2 separate regions of the Gossypium raimondii genome follow, and region 1 is linked to region 2. Evidence: chromatin contacts called from public Hi-C data. All regions are on one chromosome and are shown on one strand. The core of a region is the stretch at or near the end of the contact, and the rest is flanking DNA. Distances in the headings are between cores, read along the strand shown. Region 1 holds the start of LOC105800695 (receptor like protein kinase S.2). Region 2 holds the start of LOC105800759.

The links. Hi-C and Micro-C count contacts between places; a contact is called where the count stands out from the background.
Region 1: a Hi-C map of leaf shows a contact between it and region 2, with 4 times the contacts expected there. The contact joins the promoter of LOC105800695 here to the promoter of LOC105800759 in region 2. A contact is called at or near these places in 2 of 2 Hi-C or Micro-C datasets (both in leaf).

Annotation. Positions count from the first base shown.
Region 1 is chr7:16,062,834-16,065,533 of ASM2569854v1, reverse strand. LOC105800695 (receptor like protein kinase S.2) reads left to right here and starts at 1,311. Exons shown (of 3, transcript XM_012631969.2): 1 at 1,311-2,474. The coding sequence starts at 2,059. It overlaps LOC105800686 (exosome complex exonuclease RRP44 homolog A), which reads left to right. Exons shown (of 24, transcript XM_012631957.2): 20 at 1-61; 21 at 154-249; 22 at 363-444; 23 at 546-611; 24 at 771-1,156. The coding sequence ends at 984.
Region 2 is chr7:15,721,892-15,724,605 of ASM2569854v1, reverse strand. It overlaps LOC105800759, which reads right to left and starts at 1,456. Exons shown (of 7, transcript XM_012632063.2): 1 at 790-1,456; 2 at 564-687; 3 at 397-477; 4 at 1-280. The coding sequence starts at 1,292.

The DNA.
Region 1 (2,700 bases), core at 62-2,561, 340 kb before region 2:
CATTATGGGCTTGCTGCGCCCCTATATACTCATTTCACTTCTCCTATTAGGAGATATGCAGGTTTGTGAACAAAAATTTGTTTGTTACTTTACCTTTTCTTGCTGATGTATGCTTGATGATACTATTGCTCAAGTATGGAACCTTCCTTGCAGATGTGATTGTGCACAGGTTGCTTGCTGCATCTCTAGGGATCGATAAGCTTCCACCAGTTTTCCAGGACAGATCTCAACTAACTAGCATTGCTGATAGTAAGTTTTTTTTTCCTTTCATACTGTTTTTGAGGCTTCCATGGATTTGGGTAACAAACTTCACATACCCATGATATCCATTCTCAGCTTCCTATGCATTTTACCTGTTTCAGATCTGAATTATCGACATAGGAATGCCCAAATGGCAAGCAGGGCCTCTGTTGAGCTCCATACTCTCATTTACTTCAGAAAACGGTAACTGCCTTGGCCTCTCTCATGGAATTGAAACTGCCTTCTATAGAGCATAATGAATAATTGCACATGTTTTGAATTTATTTATTTATCTTATGCTGCAGGCCCACTGACACAGAAGCCAGAATAGTGAAGATAAGGTCCAACGGGTTCATTGTGTTTGTGCCCAAGTATGAACTTAGATCTTTTATGCTGGATTATCTGTATATGTTCCTCGTGTCTTTCTTTTTCTATCTGCTGTGTCTAGGCAGGAAAAGATAATGTTTTGGCACTTGTGTTTGTTGGGTGGAGAAAAAAGTAACATGAGTTTATGTTATATAAATGAACAGATATGGAATAGAAGGCCCGGTGTACTTGACAGGCAGAGGAGAGAAGGGAAGCGGGGAGTGGCATGTGGACGAGCAGCAGCAGAAGATTGTAAAGATGGACAATAGTAATAGTAATAGCCTTTCCTACAGTGTTCTGCAATCAGTGAGGATCCACATGGAGGTTGTGGAACCCCAACCCAACCGCCCTAAACTGCAGCTTACTCTTATTTCCTAGAAGTAGAAGATAACATCAACATGCACAAAGGAGGAGCTTTTATTAGGTTATATAGAGTGTTGTATTATTATATAAGATGCAAATGGAATGAATCTTGTTGTGGTAATTATAGTAACTGGCCTTTGGTTTGGGTTAATTGATGTTGGATTGACACAAGAAACATTTTTGTTCATGGAGTGCGTGTTCCTATTTCTATATGTTATTTTTGCAATAACAAAAAGAATGAATAAATAAACTAACACAACTTGTTATTACTGCTAGATAGTAGAAAAATGCATTTGGGTGGGCGACAAACAAGTAGACCTAATCAGATGGATGTGCATTTTGATTATTTTATGCGCTGATGCATGGAACATGTGGGACCCAGGAAACTGCAATGAAATAAATGTCCTAAAGTGACCTTAATCAACGCCCCTAAAATACATCTCCCCCCCTTTTCTTTCATTGGTTTTGATTTCACATGATTCGTGGATGTGGGTCACATGGCATTGGCAGAGAACCCCCCTTGTAACGTTTTACCATCATCATACCATGTCATCTCTCACCTATTGCAATTTACAGGAAAGCCCATTTCCCCATTTTCAATCTCAAATTGCAGTAAGAAATGCAATGCAAAGTGTACATGTATTATTAGCATGCATGATGATGGATGGAGCATGGAGATGAAGACCAAAGAGGGACGGATGTAGTGTGTCCTTTTGTGGTGATTCCATTGTATGAAGTAAGAAATGAAGTCAAATTAATAGGCAGGCAGCCTCCTTAAGGCTCAAACTCATTCAGTGTCACCTCATCCTCCCTCCCTCCGACTCCGATGTCTCCCCCACATTTCCCTCCTTTGTCAGAAATCCAACACACACACCCTTTTAATTTAATATAAATACTATTAATTTTTTCAAAAATAAAATTAAAAAAAAAAGACAACGACGAGCATAGCAGAGTAGAGCACGAGACAGACATCTGTAGCAGATCACACACCACCGCCCTCGCCTCCTCCCCTACCTTTCACTTTGAACCCATTTCCCATCTACATTACCATCCCCCTTTTGGAGACCTCAGCCACTCCGATCTCCGCCCATGGCTGCAGCCCTCGAGTGCTGGTCCAGCCGAGCCACCACCGCCGATGACGACATGGTCGAGCAGGTTTTGATGCGCTCCAACGACCGATCCGAGGACACCTCCTCCTCCTCCTCTGCTTCTGCCAAACTTGAAGCCCCGTCCGCCAAGAACAAACGGTTCCAGAGGTTGAGCAGGAACGTCTCTGAGGCCATTGCCTCTCTCAAGAACTCTCTCAATCTCGACACTTCCTCCCCACGTGATCAGCTTCCTCCTCCTGTTCCTTCTGTCCCTTCATCTTCCTCCAAGGCCGACGTTTGCCGGAAAGTGGTCTGGGGTACCGTTGTACGGAACTTGACTCAGCTTTACCCTGGAAGCCAGTTGCCTGAGAAGCTTGTCTCCAATATCCGCAAGCATTATGATTCCTTGCCTCTCAGGTCCCCTTCCCTTCCCTTCCCTTGCCTCTTCCTTCTTCCTACTCAGTTTAGGGTACTCTGAAAATTGCAACAACAATCAACAGGATCCTAAAAGCAGTTTCCTATCAGCATGGGTTTTTCATCTTTGTTTTTCCTTGGCTTTCAAACAGTGAAAGTTCGGGTTTCTTATAATTATTTTTACTATTATTATTTTCTTCAAATGTTTAAAGTGGCCTTGCCTTAGTTA
Region 2 (2,714 bases), core at 207-2,706:
GTAGAGAGGAAGTGCTTGGAAGAGTGGCAGAGCTTGAGTCAAGCAACTCAGCGAAAACCAAAAACTGCCTGCTGAGCCATTCCCAGTGAAGAAAAATGACATTTGGATCTCCAACAAGGCTCTTGTAGGAGACAACGTGTTGGCGGAACCATGTAATTGCTTCTCTGAGCTTTCCACCATGCAACAACAAAGTGCAAATCTTGAAATGCAAGTGCTCAGCAACAATTTTGATCTCAAATAAGCGTTGTATTGGAGGCAATCTTGTTGAGGTAGCAACCATCTAAATGAATAGCATTGACATAGATGGTAGCAGTGACAAGTAGAAGGAACTAAGTAACTAGTATTAAGTATGATAAACAGAAGGATGGTAAAGAAATAGGATAATTAGGGAAGAACCTCGCGCAGGGCATGATAGGCATCCTCATAAAACCTCAAGGCTTCAGCCCAGTCTCGTCGGAACTCTGCATACACAGCAACCTACCCATTTTGTGAACCAATGAGCCAATACATAAGGAATTAATAATATGAAAAAGTGAGGAAAGCTATTCTTTTATTATTATTACTTTAAAACAGTAGCGAACTTGGAGATCGGGAGAGGAGAAATTCTTCTTTTCAATGCGAGCTTTAATCCTTCGACCTTCTTCTCTGTAAAAAGTAGTTTCTAGTTCGGCAAAACTGGCGCTCAACCTGACAGACATTACAATGTATGGGATATAGTTCATACAGCAATTAATTCAGTAAAGTACTAATTATTGTTAGATAAAAAGGGGAGGGGGGGGAATTGAGCACCTTTGAAGAGAGTTATTGAGTTGAGAAGGATCGGGGTTGAAGAGGAGAAGGTACTTGGAATCGACCTCTGCTCGCTTCCGTAAGGCAAGCAGGCGATCTTCACTAATGTCATCGGATTGGCCCACCACAACGAGCAGCAACAATTTGGTGTTCCTGGGACGAATAGCGGCTTTTAGGTCATCCAGATCGGAGCAGACTTGGACCCACTGGGCAGGGTCACCGGAGACATGATCCCAGGAGAAGAGGGCGGCCACCACGGCGGGGATCTTAGTGCGGTGCTTGACCAGCCAATCCCTTTTCAAAAATCCGGCGGGGGAAGAAGAAGGGGAGGGCGGGCGATGGAGGAGATGGGAGAGCTTGGAGAAGTTGGGCAAGGCCAAGGTGTTGATAGGATGCTGCTGGGAGAGGAGGTGGGTGGTTATCGCCCCATGCTGCTCTGGGCATCCTACCAATGCTACCAGCGCCACTGGTGGACTCCTCAATTCTTCTGGGTACTCTTCCATTTACTCTCTGCACTTGGAATTTCTTGATACTTTCGTCTTTTTCTTTGTATTTTTTTTTTCTACAACAGAATAGAAGACGATGATGGATCAGTTTCTGATTTTTAGGCCTGATTTCATTATCAGTATTTGGGCTTCTCTTCCCCACCCCAAACCACTAATATGGCTACTAGCTGCCTGCCTACTCCAAACAATGCTTTGCCTTCACTTTCAAGGGTTTCCTTTTTTCTCAATGTTACAAAGTCACAAAAGATTCGATTAAATTTGTAGATTAGATATTATTTAGAGAGGATATGCTCTATCAATGTTGTTTGTTGTTTTCATAGTTAGAAGACTTGAATTTAAAACTTTAATTAAAAAGTATCCATGTAACACTTTGATACCAATTTGATTTTCAATTCTGAGTTACTAGGTATTACATTCGTTGCTAGAAAAACTACGATCAACTATATTCAAATTATATTTTTAAATGATCAATTTCAACCCACATGCATATAATACAAAATACAATCGTTTTCGGATCTTATACGAGTTTACGAAAGTTCTAAAACTAATTTGAAGTCGAATTAGGACCAATTGTAAAAATTTCAAAACATTAGGTTGACGTTACAATATCAGGGGGTTCCTCGTCACAACGTAACATACTGAGTAAACCTTGTTGCCACGTTCAATATTCAATGTCGCGCAGTGGCATGGCAACTAATCTCATTGCGATGGGACAAATGACTACCTCTAGAAGTACTAACGTCCAGAGTAGAAATCTTGCACAAAATATATTAAAAAGAGTGGTATCTATAAGTATACAATTCAGGTTGTAATATAGTTACAACGTAGTAGATGAGTACTCCGAAGATTGTACCCAAGGGAGGCGAGCACTAAATTAATTCTAACCTAAGCACAAATAGATCTAATTAGTACTTTAGGTAGATTATATTACAATCAAATATAAAGAAAGGTTTTTGAGATTTTTATAATAATAATAATACAATAAATAAATAAGTAACGAGAAATCAAATAGTAGAATATGTTAAATCTGAGTATGGGTGATTAGCTCGCTTCGGTAATCATAACCAATTGTTGCTTCAGGTTTTCTTGTTTAATCAACTAGTCAATATCCCAGCAGGATCTTCCAATCTAGAATAACAAGTCAGCAATAACTACTTATCCTTCGACCTCACAATCCACACTGGTTCCGGGGTTAAGGTGTCCACGAATAGGTCATACCAATTTTGGGTTAATTCCTACTTTAATGACTTTCTAGGGTCATCAAGACTAGGGTTTAAGTTCTTCCTTTCCCAAACAGTTGATTCGCTAAGAGAACCCTACAAAACAGTTAATTAATCATACCTCCACTCTCTAATCCCTCACAAGAGGATTAGCTCCTTATGGATCTTTAAACAATATAGACTTGATATATAGAATAAA